6 separate regions of the Mus musculus genome follow, and regions 2, 3, 4, 5 and 6 are each linked to region 1. A link is a contact called in public ChIA-PET and HiChIP or PLAC-seq data. All regions are on one chromosome and are shown on one strand. Each heading gives the region's core, a stretch centred on a gene start, on an enhancer-like site or on the middle of the called end of the contact. The rest is flanking DNA. Distances are from core to core; before and after follow the strand shown.

What was found. ChIA-PET counts read pairs in DNA pulled down with a chosen protein or histone mark. HiChIP or PLAC-seq counts read pairs in DNA pulled down with a chosen protein or histone mark.
Region 2: a contact with region 1 is called in an RNA polymerase II ChIA-PET map of memory CD8 T cells, with 43 read pairs. The contact joins the promoter of Wdr4 here to the promoter of Abcg1 in region 1. A contact is called at or near these places in 5 of 39 promoter capture datasets (the HPC-7 cell line, cranial neural crest, hippocampal neurons and 2 more), 2 of 484 Hi-C or Micro-C datasets (CD4 T cells and LSK cells), 2 of 115 datasets of contacts at active chromatin or transcription factors (forebrain and memory CD8 T cells) and 1 of 9 other capture datasets (liver).
Region 3: a contact with region 1 is called in an RNA polymerase II ChIA-PET map of memory CD8 T cells, with 8 read pairs. The contact joins the promoter of Glo1 here to the promoter of Abcg1 in region 1. A contact is called at or near these places in 2 of 39 promoter capture datasets (hippocampal neurons and liver) and 1 of 115 datasets of contacts at active chromatin or transcription factors (memory CD8 T cells).
Region 4: an RNA polymerase II ChIA-PET map of memory CD8 T cells shows a contact between it and region 1, with 7 read pairs. The contact joins the enhancer-like site here to the promoter of Abcg1 in region 1. A contact is called at or near these places in 4 of 39 promoter capture datasets (embryonic stem cells, hippocampal neurons and liver) and 3 of 115 datasets of contacts at active chromatin or transcription factors (embryonic stem cells, memory CD8 T cells and pro-B cells).
Region 5: a contact with region 1 is called in an H3K4me3 HiChIP or PLAC-seq map of embryonic stem cells, with 9 read pairs. The contact joins the promoter of Pde9a here to the promoter of Abcg1 in region 1. A contact is called at or near these places in 2 of 39 promoter capture datasets (embryonic stem cells and hippocampal neurons) and 1 of 115 datasets of contacts at active chromatin or transcription factors (embryonic stem cells).
Region 6: a contact with region 1 is called in an RNA polymerase II ChIA-PET map of memory CD8 T cells, with 262 read pairs. The contact joins the enhancer-like site here to the promoter of Abcg1 in region 1. A contact is called at or near these places in 4 of 39 promoter capture datasets (the HPC-7 cell line, HPC-7-derived erythroid cells, embryonic stem cells and 1 more), 1 of 484 Hi-C or Micro-C datasets (nephron progenitors), 2 of 115 datasets of contacts at active chromatin or transcription factors (forebrain and memory CD8 T cells) and 1 of 9 other capture datasets (pancreatic islet).

What each region holds. Positions count from the first base shown.
Region 1 is chr17:31,055,997-31,060,073 of GRCm38.p6, reverse strand. It overlaps Abcg1 (ATP binding cassette subfamily G member 1), which reads right to left and starts at 2,380. Exons shown (of 15, transcript NM_009593.2): 1 at 2,218-2,380. The coding sequence starts at 2,259.
Region 2 is chr17:31,510,516-31,514,592 of GRCm38.p6, reverse strand. It overlaps Wdr4 (WD repeat domain 4), which reads left to right and starts at 2,106. Exons shown (of 11, transcript NM_021322.2): 1 at 2,106-2,426; 2 at 3,947-4,015. The coding sequence starts at 2,209.
Region 3 is chr17:30,610,886-30,614,962 of GRCm38.p6, reverse strand. It overlaps Glo1 (glyoxalase 1), which reads left to right and starts at 2,304. Exons shown (of 6, transcript NM_025374.3): 1 at 2,304-2,495. The coding sequence starts at 2,412.
Region 4 is chr17:31,438,349-31,442,425 of GRCm38.p6, reverse strand. The region is part of intron 4 of Pde9a (phosphodiesterase 9A); the gene reads right to left. Among named protein-coding and RNA genes, the nearest start is that of Gm9902, 5.3 kb to the right of the region's middle. Within about 2 kb of position 2,330, at least 19 of the 459 cell types and tissues checked have an H3K27ac peak or open chromatin away from gene starts, as enhancers often do. A contact at or near this core is called in memory CD8 T cells, where this site is marked.
Region 5 is chr17:31,384,124-31,388,200 of GRCm38.p6, reverse strand. Pde9a (phosphodiesterase 9A) reads right to left here and starts at 1,967. Exons shown (of 19, transcript NM_008804.4): 1 at 1,845-1,967. The coding sequence starts at 1,913.
Region 6 is chr17:31,323,755-31,327,831 of GRCm38.p6, reverse strand. It overlaps Slc37a1 (solute carrier family 37 (glycerol-3-phosphate transporter), member 1), which reads right to left. Exons shown (of 20, transcript NM_001242427.1): 9 at 2,129-2,166. Among named protein-coding and RNA genes, the nearest start is that of Slc37a1, 30 kb to the right of the region's middle. Within about 2 kb of position 1,816, at least 75 of the 459 cell types and tissues checked have an H3K27ac peak or open chromatin away from gene starts, as enhancers often do. A contact at or near this core is called in the HPC-7 cell line, embryonic stem cells and memory CD8 T cells, where this site is marked.

The DNA of each region.
Region 1 (4,077 bases), core at 1,131-3,630:
GCAATTTCCCACAGGAAAAGTATCCCAATGTCACACTCTGAGCTAAGCTTAAAGGGCAGGTTACACTTGAGTGACCGCTCACAATGCCACAAAGCTCCAGGGCTGACCATCCCATGGAAGGACATGCCCACCGTGTGTGTCTTTGCCACCTCAGAGAACCTAGTACTCCCAGATGCTCTGGCCCCCCTCCAGAATGCTCCTCCAGATTTAGAGGAGACACAGATGTTGTCACACAGACAACATCAGCAGGACCCTAAAGCAGGAGACTCTTAAAAAGCAAATCCTGAGGTCTTGTTATAACCAAGATAGAACATTTTAAAAGTTAACTTCATCTTTGTTTTGTGTCTATAGCACCCGATATTCCTAGTGGCTTTCACTTCCTATTCCCAAACAGGTCCCAACCAGGCTGACCCTGATTGGCTTCCAAGAGCAAACAAGATCTGTGGACCCAAGGTGGTATAACCACAGACAGATAGACGTTTAAAACTTCAAACAAAGGTGCCAGGTTTGCAGGAAGAAACGTCTTTTCAAATATATCAATAGGTTTCCCGAAAAATAAAAGATAAACCCCAGCTATTATGAGATTGGTAACTTCATAGCAGGGGTCTGGGCTGTATCAAACCATAATGTTGTATGGAAACCTATATCCTACAGCAGTTCGGTTCGTTTATCTACATGTTCAAACCAGTTCTGTGCAGAGAGAACCCATCAAACTTCCTCTCTTTGCAAAGATCGTCAATTATCATAATTTTCTGTTGCTAGTAATAATCTTCACATTGATAGATACGTGCACAAGGGCCAATTTTTCAGTGTTAACCAAGCCTCCAGGTAGAGTCAACTAGATAAAGGTGCAGACTGGAATACCCGAGGAGAAGCGATTCCTGTTTTCATTGACTCTGGCGAGTCTGAAATGGAGCACAGCCCAAGGATGGGGAGCAGCTTAGAAGGGTCTTCCTTCCCGCCTCACCCCACCCCCTGCTAACCACCACCATCACCACAGTGCATCTTTGCTCCATTCTATCGGTTTACACAAAATCATTACATAATGAGTCGGCGGGCAGGGCTCGAGACGAGTTCTACAGTAACCTGTTTGGAATCACAGGATGCGGTTGTCAGAGCAGAGCATGCGCACAAAGCCGAGTGCTTTTTTTTTTTTTCCTCTAGAGCGCAAGGCAAGAGGTAACTGTCGGTCAAATCCTGGGGAGCCTTGCTGACTTCAAATACAGGATGCTAAAAATGAAATAAAGGGGAGGGACTGTGAGATGTGGGCTTCTAGCGTATTGGGAAGGAACAGGCAGGCTAGTAACAGAAAGAAAGGCACGATTCGGGTGGGAAAACGGAGGGCTTGCTGTTTATACTCCACCACAGTCTGAAGTCAGCTTAAGAGGTTATTAACCGCAATGTCCGCTTGTTAGACAGAGCCGGTAGGGCCAAGGGTGAGACCAGACAGATGGTGGGCTGGTTTTTGTTGTTGTATGTTAGCTTTCTCCTGGAGCATTGAGTGACCGTGGAAGAGGAGACGCTTGCCCACCTCTGAGAAACAATACTTGTCTAGCAATTCTGTAGCACCCAGGTTTTGTCCTAACACTGGTATCTGGGGGGATGGGGGCGTGTAAATGCCCACACCCTACCCTCACCCTGGCAGGGATCTGAGCTCGTCCTCCTCTGTCTCCCCTGGGACTTCGCTGCCTCCTCCAAGAGTAGCTGTCTCTGGGGAGCGCAGGAGAGCAGGCTCCGTTTCGTGGGGCGCAGTTTCTCTTTTTGTGTCCCCCCCCCCCCACTGTGCCCAGGACTCCAGAGGGTGGCGCAAGAAGTCCCCCGCCGTCTGCCCGCTCCACAGAGCTCCTCAGAGAGATCTGACCCTCCCCTCCCTCGGGCTGAGCCTGCAGTCCCTCCCCAGTGCGCTTCCACATCTCCAGCCCCTCACCCAGGAGGCGGACAAGTCAAGGCCATCTACCTGTCCACTTGTGGGGTTGCTCGCTACCCGCGCCCCACTCCACCTTCTGGATGCCCTAAGCCAGTACAGGAGCATCTCAAAGCTCCAGGTGGCCAGGGCGGAGTCGAGCAGCGCCGGGCACCTCTCCAGAGCACCCCAGGTCAGCGCCCGGAGGATGCGCTCATAGGCGGCTGGTGTGAGGACCAGCCAGCCTGGCTTTGAGCTTCCTGTTTCCTTAGAAGATAAAAGCCAGCCCGGAGTGCGAAGGATGTGCGACTCACCATGGCGGTGCCGACCGAGAAAGCGGCCATCAGACAGGCCATGCCCCGGGGGCGGCGGCGGCAGCGGCAGTGGAGACAAGTCTGCGGGCGGCGGGGACGAGGTTGCAGGAACGAGGCTGCGCTTGCTCCTGCTCCTCCGCGGCGCTCTGCGCGGGTTCCGACTGCGCCCCGGCCCCGCCCCTGCCCACGATTGGGCCGGGCGGAGGGGGCGGGGCGCCGACAGGTGCGCGTGCTCTTGTTTTGCTCCTGTTGCGGAGCGGCTGGAGGATGCTCTGGACCCGAAGCTGTCTGCTAGGCCTCTCCCAACCGCCTGGGCCTGGGAAGCCCACTTCAGGGACCCTGCAGGAGCTGGGCCAGCTCAACCCTAGACGAACCAGTGGGGGCGCCCTACAAACCACGGGGTCCTTGTTTCGGAAACCTCCCGAGGTAGCTTGAGATCAATGGGATAGGGAAGAAGGCAGGTGGCTCCTTTGTTCTGCCTTTGTTATGCATGCCTTCCAGGTAGAAGCCCCAGGGACAAACGTAGAAAACAGCCCCAGGGCTTTTCCCTTAGCGCTAGTGTGCGGTGACCCTAAATTGAGGCAGCATGGGCGTTCATACAGATAGCTCCTAGGTCTCCATCAGCACCACTCCATCCCCAAATAAGCCACAGGGGTGTTTCCAGTGTCTTACACAGCCACGTTCTTGTACCCTACTGAAACCCCTGTGATTTGTAAATGGGACGTTGCGTGGTAACCGTGGTGAAAATCTTTAATCCCAACCTCAGATCCTAAACTAAGTCTTCTGTTGAAATGATTCTCTGTCACCCCCAGCACAGTAGAGCCACCCGCTCCAACACTTGGGTGTGCTGGGGTACTTTCTGCTCTCCTAGAAAGGGGCAGGCAAGTGGTTGTCACATCCTCAGATCCTTGACCTCAGCTAAGCTTCTCCCTAGCATCACAGAAAGAAAAGTGGGTGTGGCTGAGTTTGGAGGGAAGAGGGTGGGCTTCTAATACCGGAGGGACCGATGGCCCTATCTGGTATCAAGAAGGCTGACAAAGCCAGGGCATTCTAGAAGGTTATGAGTACAAACCTCCTTGTGAGACTATGCTGGGGCCTAGCAAACACAGAAGTGGATGCTCACAGTCAGCTAATGGATGGATCACAGGGCTCCCAATGGAGGAGCTAGAGAAAGTACCCAAGGAGCTAAAGGGATCTGCAACCCTATAGGTGGAACAACATTATGAACTAACCAGTACCCCGGAGCTCTTGACTCTAGCTGCATATGTATCAAAAGATGGCCTAGTCGGCCATCACTGGAAAGAGAGGCCCATTGGACACGCAAACTTTATATGCCCCAGTACAGGGGAACACCATGGCCAAAAAGGGGGAGTGGGTGGGTAAGGGAGTGGGGGTGGGTGGGTATGGGGGACTTTTGGTATAGCATTGGAAATGTAAATGAGCTAAATACCTAATAAAAAATGGAAAAAAAAAGGATAGAAAAAAAATAAAAATAAAATTCAGATTAAAAAAAAAAAGAGTACAAACCTCCCAGGGAGTGAGAAAGGTTTCTGGGGCCTGGGCTACTGTCTGCCCTGGTGCCCAACCATGCTGTAAAGCAGCAAGAATGGACAAGGGGAGACACTGAATAATGTGACCAGGACACAGGCCATGGTATCAGCATGCCTGGTTTTGCAGATATCTACCCTCTGTCTGTTCTCCCTACTTTCAGAATTTTCTTCTGGCATTTCTCTCTTTCTCAAGCCCCTTCTACTCAACCCCATCCCCACCCCTTCCCCCATTTCCACGCCCCCTTTGATTCACATTCCTTTGATGAACCTTTAATTCAAAAGTAGGCCAATGAGCTTCCAGCCCCCAGCA
Region 2 (4,077 bases), core at 857-3,356, 450 kb before region 1:
TTTTCAGACAAGAAGCAATGGCTGTCCTGGAACTGAGATCTGCCTGCCTCTTCCTCCAGATGCTGGGATTAAAGGTGTGTGTCACCACAGCCGGGCTTGTTTTTATATATTTTAAAAATTTGTTTATTTTTATTTTTTAAATTGTGTGTGTGTGTGTGTGTGTGTGTGTGTGTGTGTGAATTTGTGCATGTGAATTCATGGTCATGGAGGCCAGAAGAGGGCATCAGATGCTCCGTAAGAGGAATTAGAGGAATCTGGGAAACTGTGAGCTTCCTGATGTGGGTTCAGGCGTTCTGGAAGAGCAGCACACACTCTGGACTGCTGAGCCATCTCTCTGGAGCCTTTCTCTCTTTCTTTCTTCTTCTTTCTTCTCTTCCTCCTCTTCTTCCTTCTTCTTTCTTCCTTCTTCCTCCCTCCCTCCTCTTCCTCTTCCTCCTCCTTTCTTCTTGAGACAGGGTCTCACTATGTAGCCTTGATTAGCCTGGAATTTGATATGTAAACCAGGCTGGCCTTAAACTTGGAGCCACCCAGCCTTGCTCTTTTATTTTTAATATTTTTTATTGAGAATGCCACACATACATATTTATTTTTGATAAAGTTCACCCTTCATTACTTCCCTGTCCTTGCCACCACTACTCCTTCCCGATGGTGCACTTATGTATGTGCACGTTTATGTATGCGTGTGTGTGTGTGTGTGTGTGTGTGTGTAACTCACTGAATCCATTTAGGGCTGCCAGCATATGCAAGATCATGGGTCACGTGGCTTCTCAGAAGTTGTATCCTTGAAGAAAGCTGACTTTCCCTCTCCCAGGAGCTATCAGCTGCCAGGGACTTCTCAGTTATATTTAAATGAGAGCCCATCTTTTATTTTATTTTATTTTTTGTGGGGAGGGGGTAGTTAAAGCACCACCAACTGATGCAAGGCAAACCGGGGTAGTTGTGGGTAGTTTAACACGAAGAAAGGCTTCTGGGTTCTGGATTTCCTAAGGACAGGAAGTAAGGGGTGAAAATCCATTCAAAGGGCGCATTCTTCAAAGTAATCTAGAGGGTTCTGGAAAAGGAGAGGCACCTAAGAGGGCAGATCTCAGGCCCAGTTAAGGTGTAACCTGCTTATGAGTACTAAGAAGTCTGCCCAGTGGGCTTCAGCCGTGTGACAGCCTGATGCCATCATCACATTAGCGTTTGTCTCGCGTGAGCTATTGCATACCTGGGCATGGGCCTGCCTGTCCTCAGTGTCAGCACTGTATAAGAGGGCATGGTGACAGAGGAGCTCAGTGGTGCCTTAGTATTAGGTTATTGCTTTATAGTCCTGCGAAGGGGTTCCATTTCTCATTGCTATGGCGTTGGATAAGCTCAAGACCTGACTTCTCTGATACGATTTTGTTTCACCCATGATTTAACTTAATTGCATCTGTAGGTGGTGATTTCATTTGCACGAGAGATTTTTTTTACTGTTTGTTTGTTTGTTTATAGACAGGGTTTCTTTGTCTAGCCCTGGCTATCCTGGAACTTGTTAGACCAGGCTGGCCACAAACTCAAGAGATCTGCCTGCTTCTGCCTCCCAAGTGCTGGGATTAAAGACGAGTGCTACCACCTCCCAGCTTGTACAAGTAAAATGAAGAGTCGTTCTGACTCAGTTTCAGGTAAAAATGGAGCCAATTGCTGCTTTATAAGTTAGACTCACTCAGAGAACTGCACAACCTTAAGATAGCAGTTGTACACAGCATAGTAAGTGTGACTTTGAAACAGGACACTGATCAGATCAAAGAGTTTACTTTCACTAGGGTGTGTTGGGTGGGTGGGGCAAATAAACCATCTTTTTAGGAGCTGCCTTGGAGGTTCACATCCAACCTATAAGAGACCACAATATTCTGGACGTCGTGAGTCACTGGGATGGATGGAACGAGTCTTTTGGTGATCTGGGCAGGCACACCGTTAGACTCGTTTGACAGCTGGGGGTCCAAGAGGTGTTTGTCTTAAATGAGCACATTTCCAGTGACTCGTACGCATTCATGGCTACATATTGGGCCTGGCCATCCAATTCTGATGCCACACAGCAGTTTTTTGTTGTTATTTTTTTTAAACCGGCACACAATGAGTACCAGACCCCGTCCAAGAGAAGCCACCTAACCTGACAGGCAGAAAAGTCAATCACCAAAGGCAGGTGGAGGGATCTACAGCATCAGCACCTCCGGGCACCGAAATCAAATGAGACTACGCCCTGCGCGCATGCTCCTGGACGGCACGCCGTTCGCGCGGCGCCGAGTGACATCACTGACAAGCGCCAACAGGAAGGGCGCAGCGCGTCGCACGTGTCCGGAGGCGGCGGGCGGGCCCATGGCGAGCTCTGCGGGGCTGGCACTGTGCGCCCAGACGCTGGTGGTGCGAGGAGGCAGCCGGTTCCTAGCCTTCTCCACTACGGGCAGGTAAGAGGCCCGGGCTGAGGGCAGCGGGGCCGGCGCGGCAGTGTTCTGTGTCCTCCCGGATTCCCTGTCCTCGGCGCCTCTTCACCACGGCGCAACGCCCCGTAACCTGCCCGGCGGGTCCCGGGCGCTCTCTCTGTTCAGAGTAGGGGTACTTCCGGACTCTGAGGCGCCTGCGCTGCGCTGGGAGGGCTAAGTCACGTGGGTGTCGCATTGCCCAGGCTTCTAGGGGGTCCTGGTGTTCAATTTTGGCCCGCTTGGCACCTCCCTGATGAGGGTCATATATTAGGGAACCCTAAAGGTTTTCTCACTGAGCACAAAACATGCTCTATCTTTGGTCTGCGTCTTGCAACCGGGCTCTAGTTGCTCTTAAGGGATTTTGGGTTCTTAACCCGACTCCTCCCAAAGGCAGGACGCACGCAGAACCTGAAGTGAGCATCTCCCTAAAGACCCTTCACACGACATAAAGTTTTGCTTTATGTTATTTCTGTCTTTATGTATACGTTGTGCTCGGTCAAAGGATTCTTTGAGCAAGTAGTTGATTACCACGAGCCTAGAGGATCAGTGGCAGTCCGTATCGGCTTCTTTTTTTCCCCTTCCCGTTTAGTTTTGGTACATGTGAAGATTAGGAACGTTCCTCAATTTGTGCCTTTTGGGGAATGCCATTGGCCAACAAAGTTTCAGACTTGGAAAATGACTCTTCTTTCTGCAGTTGAGTGTTTAACTGGAGAAGTCTTTGGTGCCTGCCACTTTATAGGTTGTCAGGGTACAGGGTCAGAGCAAAAGAAGGGAGCTTAAGTTCTGATTTGGAAAGTGTTTGATTCCCACATGAGTAAGAGCCTGGAGCTCACGGGGGCAGGTGAGACTTGTTTCTGAATTCTGTAAAGACAGCCTCAGCAGTTATAAATTTGGGAGGAAAGCCGAGTTGAAAAATAATACCAGAGGGCTTGAAGAACTGGCTGTTCTTCCAGAGGTCCCGAGTTCAATTCCCAGCAGCTACATGGCGATTTATAACCATGGATAATGAGATCTGGTGCCCTCTTCTGGTATGCAAGCATACATGCAGGCAGAACACACACACGCACATGCACACATATATAATAAATTAATTAAAAAATCAGAACTGGTGGGGTAATGGGGGATGGAGGTGGAGGTGGTAGGGGCAGCGGTACTGGACACCTTTGATCCTGGCACTCAGGCAGAGGCAGGTGGATATCCAAGTTCAAGGCTAGTCTGGTCTACAGAGCAAGTTCCAGGACAGCCTGTGCTATACAGAGAAACTACCACCATAACAAAAAAAAAACAGTATCAGAATATAATTTCCTTAGAATCAACAGGTTGGCGGCTGGAAGAATACTATATTGATTAAGAGTACCATGGCACACTGATTGATGTATACTACTAGGAGGTTAAGCAATGGCAGTTCTTGGCTCTTCTCTGTCATGGCTAAGACCCATAATGTAATGACGATGGAATGTTTTTGTTCCAAGAGAAAGATGTTCACTCCTGTCTCTTCCCTTTAGTGATGATGACTGTGTCTTCACATACGACTGCAGTACTGCAGAGAAGAAGGCCACGCCAGAAGATAAAGGGTGAGATGGCAGGGAAGCACTTGTGGTTTGAGCAGTGAGCCCGGGGAATAGCACACTCGCTG
Region 3 (4,077 bases), core at 1,055-3,554, 450 kb after region 1:
AGCTACCTTTTTCTTCGATGCTGCTCCTTAGAGGAAATCCTGTCCTTGAAGAACTTGTTTATTTCCAGGAGCTTCCAGACTCCACAACTAGATTGCGTTTGGCTAGATATAATCAACACCCTATATTGTTTTGCATATTTTAAGTCTTCTGGGAAAAAAGGTGTGCTGTGTGTGCTTGTTCTACCAATTAAACTAATATTGCTTCTTCTATATGTATACGATGTGTTGTGTGTGTGATACTTGTTAGTGTGGGTATCTGAACATTTGCCTGCAGATAGAAAGCACAGAGGTGCCAGGCATGGTGGCACATGCCTTTAATCCCAGCACTCGGGAGGCAGAGGCAGGTGGATTTCTGAGTTCGAGGCCAGCCTGGTCTACAGAGTGAGTTCCAGGACAGCCAGGGCTATACAGAGAAACTCTGTCTCGAAAAACCAAAAAAAAAAAAAAAAAAAAAAAAAAGAAAAAGAAAAAAAGAAAAAGAAAGCATAGAGGTGGATGTCTGGTGTCTCTCCTCAGTACTCCACCTTTTGTTGTTTTGGGAGGAATCTCTCATCATTATCCTGTTATTTCATGTTATTTCATAGGTGTGGCTAGGCTGCTTAACCAAGCTCCAGGCTTCTGCCTATCTCTCTGGGACTACAGGCATGCACCACCGAGTTTTTTCTATAGATTCTGGGGATTTGAACTCAGGACTTTATGTCTGTTCAGCAGGCCCTTTATTAATGGAGCCAGAGCCTCAGCTAACTCATTTTATTTCTATTTGTGGAATCTATCCACTTTAGAATATGAATTTCTGGCAGATTTTTTTCATTTATGTCTCATAATCCAGTCTATGAAAATAATCACCTACCTAGTTTCCTACTGTTTAACAAGTACCTTTTGCCACTCTCTGCCCTGTCCCCTCCACCCCCCCTATTCAGCTGTTTCTTTTGTTTGTCACGTGGACTATAAGTATAATAATCTTTGTCTAGCGTAAATACTTAGCAGTGAGTCCTAGGATGGGCTCCCCTCAGCTCCACCAACTGCTGTCAAATAGGTTCCCCACAGGTTTCTAGTAATTTAGATTTCTGCCAGCTGTGCCTGTTGATTCCAGTGTTCTGCCTTCCACACTAACCATGATGGTTTTTACTTTAAAAACTTAACCTGAAGGCCTCGGAAGGGACTTCCCTATGTACTAGAAAACTGAAGTCAATTTTCACACACGGTGTTCTCTGTTTTGCAATCTGCCTGTTCTCCTCTTTGCCACTTTTTATTGGTTTGTATTTTTCATTGATCTGTAATTTTTTTTTACATATTCTGCACACAGAACCTATTATATTGGCCTTACATGTATATGACCTATACCTCTTTCTCCTAAGACCAGGTTTGTCTTCTTTATGTTCTGTTACATTAGAGTTATCAGTTCCTGTCACATTTCTCTCCCTAGTGTTAATCATGTGGTCATAGATAAACAAGAAGGAGGGGAGGGGATGAGAGAGGGAGAGATTAAGGAAAGATTCACCAAGAACCAAAGCTTCTTTAATTATTTTTAAGACTGAGTCACATGAAGCCCATTGTTGGCCTTGAACTCACTATGTAGCCCACACTGGCTTTAAATTTCCTACTTCTACCTCCCAATGACTGGGATTACAGATGTGAGCCACCATACCTGTACCATTCACCACATTTTAAAAGCTAATTTTAGATAAGACATCCCATCAGTTTTGTCTACACACATACTCTGTGTGTAGAAGTGAGTCATTAGAATCCCATTCAAACTCAGGTGGTTTGTGTATACTGCATAGTCAAACCACAGTTATTCGGTTCTACACACATTTTCTACATACATTCTCTACACACATTCTCCAAGGAGGCTCTGGGAAGACCAGTAAGTACCCCATGCTCCCCGGGCAAAAATATAGTGGAAGAAATACTTAAACTTAGCTGCTTGAAAACAAAAACAAAATCCTAAATTCGAATGGTTTTCAATTATCCTGGCTTCAGGTTCTTATACAATTTTTAAAAAGATTAACACCCAGTTCAAGCTCTCATTATTCTAAAAAGCGTAATTTCCACCAGGCTGAAATTTTCTATGAGGTTGCCGCCCCGAGGAATGGGTAGTTTTCAAGTTTTGTAATTATAAGCAAAATCAGGTTCCTAACACTTTTTTTTTTTTTTTTTTTTAAGAGTTGCCACTATTGTGCACAATGGCATTCTGGAAAATGTAGTCTCGCCATGCTGAACCAGACTCACTGGAATCCAATCAGCAGACAGCCAACAGCCATGTGCACCGTGGTTGGCTGGGAGCCGCGTCCGCCCGCCCCTTGGCCTGTCACTCAGCCGACTGCAAAGGCGTCCCCCGGGCCTTGTGGAGCGTGTGGTCCGCTGGCCTGTTTGCTACTAGGGCAGGTTGGTGATTCTCCAGGGCAGCCATGGCAGAGCCACAGCCGGCGTCCAGTGGCCTCACTGATGAGACCGCTTTCAGCTGCTGCTCCGATCCAGACCCTAGCACCAAGGTGGGTGACAGGGCCTCCTTTTCGGCGGCTGGAGCGACCTGGGGCTCTGGCCCTGCCTGACGGAATCCTAACCCGGTCTGGCCGCTGCTTGCATGTCGGCCGGCTGACGGCGCAGTGGAGTGAGCTGGAAAGAGGGCGATGGGGGCAGGGGCGGGGGGACAGTGCAGAGGGATCCCCATCTTCAGAAAGTTATTTCAAAACTTGTAAACGCCCCCCAGAGTGCGTTAACTTGTTTATTTTGGGCACGGTGTCTTGAAGCCAGGGCGATTCAGGGTCAGATTCCGTGTCTGTGGGTGCAGTTATCCTGGCTTAGGCGCCATGTCCCTTTAGACGGGCAGGCACTTTCAGAACTTGTATAGCTCAAGGGGCCCCTCTGTAACTGGTCCCTCTCAGCCGTACTCTTTTTCGTAGTCGCCTTGCCGCCAGGGTTCACTCCTCCAAACTACTGCGGTTGCTCGAATTTAACTGCCTTTGCTTGCTTGGCTTTGCCATTGCTCAAGTCCACACTTCTGTCCACCAAGAGTCTCTGGAGAGATTACAGATAATAAATAGGACCTCGACTTGGAGGGAATCTTAGACACTTTTCTTCGGACCCTTTCGTTTTGTAGTTACAACCAGTAAGGAGCTTAACCGATGGCATTGAAAAACTTTCCCTTAAACACGGCTGTACTTACAGTAAAGTAGGCAAGACTCATTCAGGTGTGGTCCCTGCCTCTGCATGGCCAAAAGTTAGACGTGGTGGCTGACGGAGGAATTTATTCCTGTATAGTCATCCGTGCCAGTAAACACCTATATTCAATTAGGTGCTGCATCATTGTGAATTCCTGGATTGAATGTGGGCTTTATGCAGACCTCTAGGAGGGGCAGATAGATGGTGAAGACTTTGGTCCCTGCTTGTTCTTTGCCTTAAGGGCAAACAAGAGTCAGACATACTGTAATTGCCAAAGCTTTTGACTAGCACCAGGTGTGTACTTAGGGACACTCTTAGTCACTACAAAATTAAGGCAGGAAGGAAAGGCCGAATACAGGCACACTCACACACACTTCTCCCCATTCCTTCTATTTACCCATACATAACCTTAGTATGCATTTAATTTTTTAACATTGTGTGTGTGTGTGTGCATGCGTGTGTACGTCAGTGAACAACTTTCTCTCCATATTTGTGGGTATTGGGAAATTCAGGTCTTTGCCTTGGCAGCTGAACCATATCGTTGATCTCCTAGATATTTTATACACTATAAATTGGTTCATTCCATGTGAATTGGTTTCCTACATTACTGAAAATTTGTTCATCCATCCTTCCCTCCCCCCCACTCTCTCTCTCTCTCTCTCTCTCTCTCTCTCTCACACACACACACACACACACACACACACACACACACACATTTTCTTGTTTAGACAGGGTCTCACTATGTAGCTTTGCCTGTACTGGAACTTGCTGTATAGACCAGGCTGGCCTCAAACTTACAGAGATCCATCTGCCTGTTTCCCAAGTGCTGAGATTAAAAGATTAAAACTCTTGCTGGGCTATGTGCTATTTTCTACAAAGCACACCCGGATTCTGGGTATTGTTCTGTGTCAG
Region 4 (4,077 bases), core at 1,081-3,580, 380 kb before region 1:
TTTGCTATGTGGATTTTGGCAACCAAACTCAGGTCTCTAGGCTTGTTGGCAAGTGCCTTTAACTACCAAGCCATCTTGTGGCCTCAGGATTTGTTAAATTAAATAAGATGTGTGTGCATTGTAGACTCATATTCTACTATTGATAATAAATCCAGCTCAGCACACCTTTAAATCCCAGGGAGAGTGGGGCAGGAGTTAGCAGGCCAGGTGGGTGAGAAGAGCAAGTTTAAGGTTAGCTTTAACTGCATAACAAGATCCTGTCTAAAATGGAAAGGAGAGGGAAAAACTAAATAATTATTTTAAATAATTATTTTAAAATGTTCATGTCTAGAGGCAGAGGCAGGAGGATCTACCCATGATAAGCCAGCCAGGATGACATAGCAAGACCTTGACTCTAAAAACAAAACAAAACAAAACAAAAACCAACAGAAGAAGTTAACATCTGTTATTAGACTTAAAAAGCGGTTTTTAGGGGCTAAAGAAATCTTTCGGAGGTTAGGAACACTTGCTGTTCCCGCAGAGGACCAGGGTCTGATTCTTAGCACCACACAGAGGCCCACAGTCAACCAGCTACACAAACCTCCAGTCCCAGGGGATCGCATGCCCCTTCTGATCTCCACAGGTATGAGGCAGGTACACAGTACAGAGACAAGCACATACACATTAAACAAACCTTAAAAGCTTCATTCAAATGATCTTTGAAAAGTAACATAGAAAGCTTCCATTTTTTTCAAACATGTTGGGAGGGAAACTTCCAGAACACTAACAATAGTTATCTTTTGTTTATGAGATTCCATTTTGCTATTTTTGATGTCTCAGAGAACCCTTATTTTCTACCACGAACGTATATATTAATTTTACAATGAGAAAGAAGTGTTTTCCCCCTCACATCTTGGTCACCTTCAGTCTAAGGAACAGAACATGATCGGCACCAGAAGTCTCCTTGGGCTCCCTTAGTCGCCGCCCCTCCCCAGGCCACCTCTGTCCTGATCTAAGCAGATGCCGGCTCATGGGCTTCACGGGAATGCAGGGGTGCCGTGCATGTCCTCCCGTGTCTAACTGCTGTCTTAGTCTACTGCGGAGACTGGGTTGCATCGGTGCCCCATAGCAAGAACCTGCCATGAAGGTACATCGATCGTCACCAGGCTCATGACCCTAAAAACTCCAAAATTAGCAAGTCCGGTCATCAGCCGTGAGAATACCATTTCAAGCAGCACAGGGCTAGGCGACACTGTGCTGGCACATGCAGATGGCATGGAGTCCCTTAAGGAAGTTCTGCGGTTGGGGCTGGATGGTATAGCCTGCTATGTGAACCCCGGAAGATGCTTCCGTGTGCGGACACCACACTCCATCTCCGTGCGTCTTCAACAACAAGCTGTTGTAACACCCCCTCCTATGGACATTCAACATGACAGGAGCACTGGCCTGGTCTGATCTATTTCCGGGCGCTTTGTGTTCCCTTCCTACCTTGCTTTTGGCAGGATTTGCTAAGTAGTCCAGGCTGGCCTCTGACTTGGGCTATCTTTATACTGCAGCCTCCCATATGATAGGAGCACGGGTTTCAGCCATTATGCCTCCCCTTCCCCCCCCTTTCCTCCCCTCCCCTCCTCTCCCCTCCCCTCTCCCCTCCCCTCCCTTCCTCTTCTACCCTCCCTTCCTCTCTACCCTTTCCTATCTTCTCCCCTCCCTTCTTCCCTTTCTCTCCTCTCCTCTCCTCTCCTCTCCTCTCCTCTCCTCTCCTCTCCTCTCCTCTCCTCTCCTCTCCTCTCCTCTCCTCTCCTCTCCTCTCCTCCCCTCCCCTCCCCTCCCCTCCCCTCCCCTCCCCTCCTCTCCTTTCCCTTTTTTCCTTCCTAAAATATATTTGCTAGTGTTTATTCACTGGACACAATAAAAACAAAAAACCAAAAACCCAAATCAATCAATCAGTGGTTCTCAACTTCTGGGTCACTAACGACCCTTTCACAGGGGTCGCCTAAGATCACAGTAGTGAAATTACAGCTGGGAAGCAGCAAAGGGATAATTCTATAGTTGGAGGTCACAACATCGTGAAGAATTGTATTGTAGGGTCTCAGCATTAGGAAGGTTGAACCTCTGGCCTAGATCAACCTGTTAAGCCTTCTCTATTTTACTGTGTATAGGCTGGTCTTCTGGTGTCTCGTGACCTTACACTCCCTGTGGGTTCACTTTGAATGCAGGTTCAGTCACCCCAACCCAGCTTCCGGTTGTCTGCCTCCCATCTACCCAGGTGTCAACCCAGATGTCTGCCTTAAACCACTTCCTCCAGCTGACCACCGCCCTCTGGGCAGCTAGATACAGCCTACCTGACTCACCTGCTGCCCCACACCTGGCACACAATGTGCAGCCCTATGCTATGGTAACCATTTCGCCAACACTGGGACCTTTCAGAACTCATGTCTGCTTGCTTTAAATCACCAATTATAATTCCCCAGGAGGAACCCCATGCAGTAATTCTCAGGACACAATAAAGGCATTCACCTACAGGTCACAATAAAGGCATTCACCTACAGGTCACAATAATGGCATTCACCTACAGGTCAAAATAAAGGCACTCACCTACAGGTCACAATAAAGGCACTCACCTACAGGTCACAATAAAGGCACTCACCTACAGGTCACCTTCTGTCTTTGTTCTTATGCTGCTGGCTTCTCTGTATGGCCTACAGTCACCTGTCTATCATAAATAATGGCATCTTTGCCTCAAGCTTGTGTCTCCTAATCATCCAAAAGGGTGCTCCCTACCTAAGACCCAGAACATTTCAAGCGAGTGGGTGTAGATAACCCATGGCCACCTGACTTCACATCCTGTAAGAAGAAAAGTCGTGGCTCAGCTGTTAAGAGCACCGACTGTGGGCTGGTGAGATGGCTCAGTGGTTAAGAGCACCGACTGTTCTTCCGAAGGTCCTGAGTTCAAATCCCAGCAACCACATGGTGGCTCACAACCATCTGTAACAAGATCTGACGCCCTCTTCTGGAGTGTCTGAAGACAGCTACAGTGTATTCACATATAATAAAATAAAAATAAATCTTAAAAAAAAAAAAAAAAAAGAGCACCGACTGCTCTTCCAGTGGTCCTGAGTTCAATTCCCAGTAACCACATGGTGTCTCACAACCATCTGTAATGGGATCCATATGCCCTCATCTGGTGTGTCTGAAGGCAGCTACAGTCTACTCATATACATGAAATAAATAAATAAAATCTTTAAAAGGAAAAAAAAAAAGGCAGGGCGGTGATGGCATACGCCTTTAATCCCAGCACTTGGGAGGCAGAAGCAGGAGGATTTCTGAGTTCGAGGCCAGCCTGGTGTACAGAGTGAGTTCCAGGACAGCCAGGGCTATACAGAGAAACCTTGTCTCGAAAAGACAAAAAAGGAAAAAAAAGCACACAGGTCAGAAAGGAAGAAATAAGCCAGCAGCCCCTGACTGCTGATGCCACGACTCTTTACACAGAACATTCCAAGGATTCTACAAAATGCAACACACACCTCTTCTGGAGCCAACAAGTGAATTTAACAAGGTCATGAGATACACACACAATACTAATAATATGCAAACGATTATATTAAAATTTCAATTGCATTGATAGTTACTCAGAAAAGCTTGAAGACTCAGGCACAAACATAACAAAACATGCAGAATTTATATGCCCCAAGCTCCAAATGTCACTGGAAAAGATACATAAGTAAATAACAACTGGTGTTAATGACCTAGTAAATTTGACACAGCAAAGATGTCAATCCTCCTTAATCCAGTATTGCAGGCTTAAGTTTCTTCCTGTCCCAAAAAAAAAAAAAAAAAAAAAAAACCATGCAGCAAGCTCTTTTGTGGAAATAGATTATTTCACAGGCAAAAAACTCATGCAAAATGTGTTGTCCATGGCTGTAAACCATAACACACAGGGACACAACCTGCAGAGTGTGGAGGAAGTCAGGGACTTCCTAGACGTGACGTCCAAATACACAGGGGAAATCACTAAGCCACTTGATCAAAATTAATTGAAGAATAGTGTTAGGGGGATGAAAAGACAGCCTGAAACCATGCTTCAGGCAGCCACATGCT
Region 5 (4,077 bases), core at 718-3,217, 330 kb before region 1:
GTTGCACGCTGGGAACTTTCAGATGTGCCCAGCACCTAGGAAGAGGAAACATTTGCACTGGTGTACAAGGGCCCTTCAATATGGATGGGTGCAGGGGTGCAGGGGTGCAGGGTGTGGAGTCTAAGAAAAGGACACAGACACAGAGAAACCCGAAGACTTGGCTGTCACTAGGGGAAAGGTTCACCTCAGCACCCAGTGCTAAAGACAGAGTGCCCAGGATCAGTGATGAGCTGACCACAGTGACAGGGTGGAGGCCCCGCTTGCTCCACCAGCCTCTCCTTCCTGGTGTGAGTACAAAGATGTTTATGAACAGACAGAGACTGAGAGGAGAATAATGCCTCTTGTGTTCTGCAATGTTCCAGGCACTGTTTCTATCTCCCATTTACTCTCATTACAGTCTATAAAACAGATACGACGATCCCATCACAGAGAGGAATGCCAGCCAGAGGAGCCCAGAACTGCAGAGCCAGCACCCACATCAGGTCTGCCTCCACCCAGGGCTATGTCTTTCTAGCCTAGTGTAGGTACCTGTCCCCACCCATCCCAGGCTTGGCTTATAGGTGACCTTTCCAGAGATTACCCAAGTTCAGGTATGTCCACTGGAAAAGCCCACCTTCCCCACAGTGACAGACCAGTCTGATCAGGAGGGCCTAAACCTTTCTTCTACTTTCCGTGCATTGCTGAGCAGCTCTTTGAGGACCTTTGAGGAGAATTTAGGAAGGACCTACCACTGCCGAACAGGTGACACCTTCTCTTTCCTCTTTAAAGAGCTCAAAGAAGTCCAGCAATATGGCTTAATGACAAAGAGTTTGCCTCATATGCATGAAGCCCATCCCTTGCGCCAAAATTAAAACAAAACAAAAAGCTTTAATAAATTCTCATTTAGTGGGATGGGGGAAATGTATGTGTACAGATATGTGCTTTGTATACACACTGTGCATACATGCATGAACACATCTGTGCTCGTGTGGACTGAAGCAGGAAGACACACAAGGAGAGCCCTTCCTTCCTCTGGAAGGGGCGGCTGTTAAATCTCTGTAGTTGTGCCTTTGGAGTCAGAGCCTGCACCTGCCCTTCCTGCTTAAGTAAGAAGCTGAGCAGTGATGCTTGAAGGTGCCTCTCAGGCCACCCCAAGTCACCGAGCCTATCAAAGGGCCCACCTTGGAGGAGGGATGGGACTTCCCATTTTCCCAGGATCAGGCTGAGGAAGGTAGGTTTCTCCTACTGGGGAAGCAAACCAGCCAGCTAGCTAAGAGAGCGCACACCTGAGAAAGGAGGGCCCACACCCAGCAGGCAACCCTCCTTAGCTTCCTTTGCTGAGTCCACAGCAAGCTGCCCGACTTTCCTGAGATGTCCGGGTGCAATTTCCCCCCACAAAAAAAGGCGTTTCCATAGGCACTTTAGGAGGAGCTAATGAGACACCCCCTTCCCCAACCGTCCTCCAGGCCAGCTTGCCCATTGTCCCTTTGTCAAAATCAACAGAAGTCAAGGGCACTCTGTGCCCAGAGAAGGGTCTTTAGAAGGGCTGGGGAGGGCCATGAACAAAAAGGGTCTGTGGCGAACCGCACTCCTACGTGGCTCAAGTTGGTTGGGAGGACAGCGTACGGCACAGTCAAAAGCGGGTCCCTTCAGTCGCCGCGAGGCCACAGGGTGCAGAGGCAGGATCCCCCTCAAGACTGTCACCCTCCACCTGGAACCGGCCCCGCGGGTCTGCACCGCAGGCTGCCGTACCTCCCGGGGCGAGCCGCCAAGATCAGCTTGATCCGTGGGCTCCGAGCCCGCGGTGGGGACACCTGCGCCTATTAGGGCGCACGGAGGCCTCGGAGGGAGGGGGATCGGGGTACCTTCTGGATGCGTCCATCGATGTCTAGGTAGATGGCCTTGGGCCGGTAGCTTGAGGAGCCGGCCCCCATCGCGCCCGCAGCTGCACTTGGACTTTTTCACCTTACTTTCTCGCCGCGGCCGCCGCGCCGGGAGGGCGGGGGCGGGGGGAGGGGCGGGGGCGGCCAGCCAACCAGAGCTGGCAGCTCGCGGCCTCCACACGCCCCTCCTCCCACGGCGCTGGCCCGCCCCGCCCTTCCATCCCCTCCTCTCCCTTCCCTTCCCTTCTTCAATCCCTCCCCTTCTCCATCCTCCTCCTTTCTCTCCAAGGCTCCTCCCAAACGCCTCTCCCCCTCCTCACTCATGCTCAGCTCCTTCGTCCCCACCCTTTCTCCTCACTCTCCCATGTCTGCCCCCTCCCTCCCAGCCTTTCCCCCATTATTCCTGTCTCCCAGGCTCTCCTCTTTCTCCCTCCCACCTCCTCCTGCTTTCTCTGCCCACCTTCCTCTATTCCGTTCTCTCGCCCCTTCTTTTCCTTCCCCTACCCTGCTTCCCTTTCTGCCACCTTTTCCCTTCCCCCTCTCCCCTTCTTTCTCCCTTTTCCTCACCTAGGGTCCCTTCCCACTCTCTCATCTCTCTTCCCCACCTCCCTCCTCCGGCCCTCTCTTTCTTTTCTATCCCTCCCCATCCCCTCCCCTCCCCATCTTCTCCTTTGATTCCTGTCACCTTGACAGCCTGTTTCTAAGGTCCCCTTCATACATGCCCACTGTGCCCTTTAGGGTGATCAGAGATCACCCCTATAGACAGACACCAGTCAGTTAACAGCAGTCATTGGGCTGAGAGCTGTGGCTGTGGCCCAAAGTGCTGGGAAATCAGCTCTCCCTCCCCCCTACTACACCCTCCCCTTTTACACACCCCCATCCTGCAGTAAAGGCCACCCTCACTTAATTTGAATCGGAAGTGGGGAAAGTTCCTTCCCCAAGCAGCCTGTGCATTCCTGGAAGGGCCGGGAAGGCTGTTTCCCTCCACCTGGAGTTGACCGGGCAGCCCCGTTCCTGCCCTTTAAGCAGAGGGAAGGTTGCCCAGTCAACTATCTGTTAGATGCAGCACTTCCCTTACCAACGCCCCCACAACACTCACATATACTTTTGCTATTTTTCATGGGGATTGGGGGGCACATGGTAAGCCTGAAGGGAGAGAATTTCAGGTCTCCTTGGCCTCTGGACACAAATGACTCTCTGGGGCTTTCCTTGTGGGAACAGCTGGAGGAGGGGCTCTGCTGCTTGTTGCTCTTGGAAGCCGCTGTCAAACCGCTGGAGAAGGCGCCTATTGTTTGTCTTGAGTGGATTTCCAGCCACACTGCCCATCTGCTGCTGTCTGGCTTGTGCTGGCTGAGAATGCCTGGGGCTCCTTATCCTATGGGCCTGAGAGGAACCAGCCTCACCAAACAGCCTGGTCCATGGCCTTTTCCTTCCCTCATTTGGCCTTTCTGGTTTTCACCTGGTGGATGGTCATTGGCCTTGCCAAAATGCTCCAGCGCTATTGGAGTCCAGAGCAGGGATGAAGCCGGGGACTTCCAAAAGCAGCATGCATTAGAAGCATAGATACCCTTACTCTCCTCCGCTGGGAGAGACCCAAAAGCAGCAGCCCGTATCCCCGAGGATGTAGGAGGCTTGGGATCCCTGCTACGCCCACTCTGAGGACTCACAAGGTGAAGGAGATAGCCATCTTCCACCTACAGGCTGTCTAGCCCCTGATCACCTTGATGGTTCTAATCCACCCTGGCTGTCTGGGGCCCCTGCCCACTCCCCTAGTATAGCTAAGTAGCCCTAGACAAAGCTTGGCAGTTGAGAATTACTTAAAAGTGACTGGAGTTTTGAGGGTGATGGCACACAGGGCTTTAAGGTGGGGTCTGACACATCTGGATGGTTACAGCTAGATATCTGACTTACAGTAGTGATCTGGTGTCCCCAGAAAACCAAGCTGGTGTTTGTTGTTAGATGAGCCAATGCTATTGGAACTGATGGACAGCCTGTTGTTAGGGCCACCCTGTGCTCTTGTACAGCCTGCTGGGGAGAGCTCTCCACGTGGCCTTTGGGTTTCTTCTCCAAACCTTGCTGTCATCTGGCCTAGTCTTCTGGAACTGGTTCCTTCAAGACCAGATATTTGTCCCCCCAACCCCCACCCCACCCCCGTACAGCTGACCTGAAGCTTGGAGGGTGTGGCTCTGCATGTCTCATACTGTGGGTGTTGGGC
Region 6 (4,077 bases), core at 567-3,066, 270 kb before region 1:
GTCTTCAGACACACCAGAAAAGGGCATCAGATCCCATTACTGATGGTTGTGAGCCACCATGTGGATGCTGGGCGTTGAACTCAGTACTTTTAACCACTAAGCTATCTCTCCAGCTCACCAATACATTTTTTTTTTAAATGAACACTTCTTTCATGACAGAAAAAAATTCTCAGGAAAAAAATTGTGATGAACAACCAGAAATATGCTGCTGTTTCATGACTTTCTGTTCAGTGGTCTGAGTCAGAGCCTTGTATCCAGCACTGACCGCAACCCCAGAATGCTCCTCACCTTTAGGGACAGCACTGTCACTGTGTGCTGTCCCCCCAGCCCCCTCTCCCCTCACTGATCTGCTTGTTCTCAGGATTTTTTCCCACTTCTGGATGCTTCCCACAGGGACTGGGCTATAGCTCAGCAGTCAAGCATTCATACAAATGGAACTGTATTTATGCTGTGGCTTTCTCTGAATCGCTTCTTTAGTTCAGCCAAATGGCTTCAACAGAGCTTAATTTCTCCTACTGCCTAATAATATTTCACCACAGAATGTATCACACTGAATGCATCTGTTTATCAACTGGCAGTTGTCTATTTTGCTCCATTTTTGGGATGCTATAACCCTATGGGTAACCTGTGTGCCCAAGTCTTTCGTGATTGTGATTCTCTTGGTGTGTTTCTGGGAGTGGGGCTGTGGGGTCAGATGTAACTGTTCATTCCACGAGGCTGCATCCCTTTCCATACGCCCTAGGGAGGCGGGAGTTCTGATCCCTCCACATTCACACTAACCCTCATGACAGCCACCCTGTGGATTTGACCAAGTCGCCTGATGCCTGCTCACACCGAGTGGTGAGACACACGTACTTCTTGCCCACAGCCCACCCGTGTGTCTTCTTAGAAGAAATATCTGCTGTGGTCCTCTGACCCTGCTTGTCCTTGGCTGTCTAAGTAATGAGTTAGTATTCTAGATGCAGGTCTCTGCCCAGACACAATTTGTAAATATTTCTCGCCCCACCCCTCCCCCATTCAGATGGTCCCATTTGAAACACTAAAGCCTTGAATTCTGATGAGGCCTAATAGACATGGTTTTTCTCTTCAGCTCAGCTACGCCAGGGCTGGGTACCCCCATGACTTCCTGTGTTGAAGCTGAACCCCACTGTGAAACATTAAGAGGGTGGAGATAGCAACAGTTCTGTTTATGATTCCGGCTCAGCATGCCATCGAGCCCTCAGGGCAGCTGAGCTCTGTGAGACCCTGGTGACTCACTCAGAGACTTGAAAAGGAGAAAATTAATAAAGATATGCTTAGACCTTTTGGCCAAGATCACGTATAGCATCGGGCAGACTCAGCCCTACCTCACATACGTGCCAGCAGGAGAGGCAGGAGCTTGTGCCTAGCCTGGTCCCCTGTATGTCTGGAGCTAGCAATGAGGAAGAAGCCACTTCTAGAATTCGCTGCTGCAGGATGTGGCCACAGAGGTTTTCTTGTCTGCAAGTGAGTATCCTGGTTCTATTGTGTTTAGAGCTACCCCACCCCACCCCCCAAACCCCAGTGACTCACGGAGGCCTCAGATCACAATGAAATCACCACCAGCTCTGTGAACTTGGACTCTGAAATCATCATGGCTTTGAGAACACTTTCAAATACCACCATGGCTACATTTCTAGAATATAGTAGCCTTCTTTGCTTATTTTTGTTTTTCGTTAATAAAGTGTCAGAATGTTCTCCACCCCCCACCCCCCCCACACACACATACATACACCCAGGACCCCTGGGCTGTTAAGCCTCAACAGGAAGAGGCTCTGGTGCCCCCTGCTGTACAATTTGGGCACTGTCCCTAGAGCAAGGGTCTCCTTGATATGCCTAACGCTTGCTTGACAGGGCAGAGGGAAAACAGGTAGAGGGGGTTTTATGGGAGCCACTGAGGGATGTCAGGCCAGGCTGTGGTGACATGTTTCAGGTAGCCTCTGTAGGGAGAGCGGAGGACTTAGAAGCAGGAAGGGCTCAGTGGGTTGCAATGGCTGAGATAGACTCTTGTCATGCGTGAGGCTGTGGCCAGCCTTTCCTTGCTGGCAGTGTGGGCTGTAAAGAGGAGCAGGCTGTACTGGGAGGTAACAGGAAACACAGGAGCTCTTACCGTGGGGAGGGTGGAGGAGCACTTGACGTCCTTAGGGTCTGAAAGAGCAAACAGGAGATGGGTAACTAAATACCGCCACCCACAGCCAATGAACTGGAGCCCTCAGCAGCGCTTAGGGTGCTGCTGGCAATGGACCCGATCTTCGCCCGGTGTTCCTGCTAAATAAGTTTTAGGGCCTCTTCCCACAGTGGTAACAGAAGAGGGAACTACAAGAGCATCCGGGTATGTTTCATTACTGTCGTTTTTTATTGGCTGTATGTCCTTGAATGCATGAAACAAGGTCCACTGGAAGAGGATAGGACTCTTATCTGGTGCTCCACTAAACTAAACAGAGCTTAAGGAAGGAAGACAGCCCAGGCCAAGGGGCCATCGAGGGAGGGGACGGCATAGCCCACCTCCCCTCCCATTCTTCCACAGAGTGGGGATGGGCGTGTGGCAGCCCGAGGGTATGAATAGGAGTTTGATAGTGGGATAAGTCAGCTTGAGCCCAGGACACGGTGGACCCTTGGACCGGTTAGACAGACACAGAAACACGAGAAAGGCACCCAAGCACTCTCAGAACAGAATCTGTAACTTTGTAAGGGACAATGAATTTCTAAGAAACGAAAGCGAGCGGAGATCAGACGCCTTCCGGGAGGAAAATGGAGCACTGGCATCGCTGCAACAAAGTGATGTCATGAAAAGGCCTTCCCTGTCCCTTCTGTCACCTGATGCTTATCTTTTCGTTGACCTTCTGGGCCTTGGGTGGTCACTCAGCTCCCCTAACAAACAGCAGCTTGTCCCTGAACCCTGGGAACTTGGGTGTATGTGGGAGAAGAGCCCTGGGGCCTGGCATGGTATCAGGGAGGCAGGCAGCCTTCCACATGGGGCAGTCTCTGCCTGCCACCCAGGAAAAGGCCCCAGGTATGACAGATGAAGAACAGGAGGGAAGAACATCTTAACCCCGGGGGAGGGGAGAGAGCAGGGCCAAGCTCAGATCGGCATGTGAGAGATGGGTGACCTGAGCATGGGAGGGACAGTACAGAGCTTTGGGGACACTGTCCTGCACAGCAAGGCCCAGCTGAGCGAGCACCAGGCCCTGGAGAGAGTCTTGCAGAGCTCAGGGAGGAAGATGAAGGGACTACTAGGGCACCATGACCAGGTCTGTGGCCTGGGTCACGTAGGGGGGACAAGCCACATACTTCAGTGAAGAGCCCAAGAGAGGCAGAAGCAGGAACAGGGGTGGGAAGTGGCTGCTGAGGCAAAGCAGCTGGTGCGAATGGGGTTCGGGGGCGTCCCCCACACTAGGAGAGCAGCGTGTGGAACAGAGGAGGAAGAGGACACGGAAGTGAACGGAACAGAGAGCTTTAAATAGATGGTCTTCCTCCATGCTTGGCAGCGGTCACCAAAGGCTTATAGATCTAATAAGAAAACCCAGGAATTGGGAAGGAGGCATAAGCACCAGGACAGAGATCAATTCTGAGACCAGGCTTGGGTTCTAGTTTTGTCTCTCTGCCTTGGCACTAGGATACCCCACCACTACCAGCAGCCATGTTCCTAAACAGAGCCAAGAAGGACCTGGGTAGGGGGGGAAGACACAGGCCAGCTCAGAGGAATGGTCCTGACCATGGCGGCTCTGGCAAAACTTCCCAGAGAAATGAGCACCACCAGGTCTGTGGCTTCTAGGTCTAAGTCAGCTGGTTGGAAGGCTGTGTGGGCCTACGGGGCGGAAACTGTCTGCTCTAGGACGGATGAGGAAGAACAGCACAAAGAGCTGGGGTTTGGGCTCATAAGAGGGAGGCACCGGTCCAGTACTGAAAAAGTAAGAACAGATTCTCTGTTCTGGATAATCCTGCTTTGAGTGGGGGTAACCCTCTGTGCAGGATGACATCATCTACCCTTCCAGCTACCGCCACACCTCTATTCTTCCCCCCTCCTCCTTACCCAGAACCGGCTCCTCCATCAGTTAA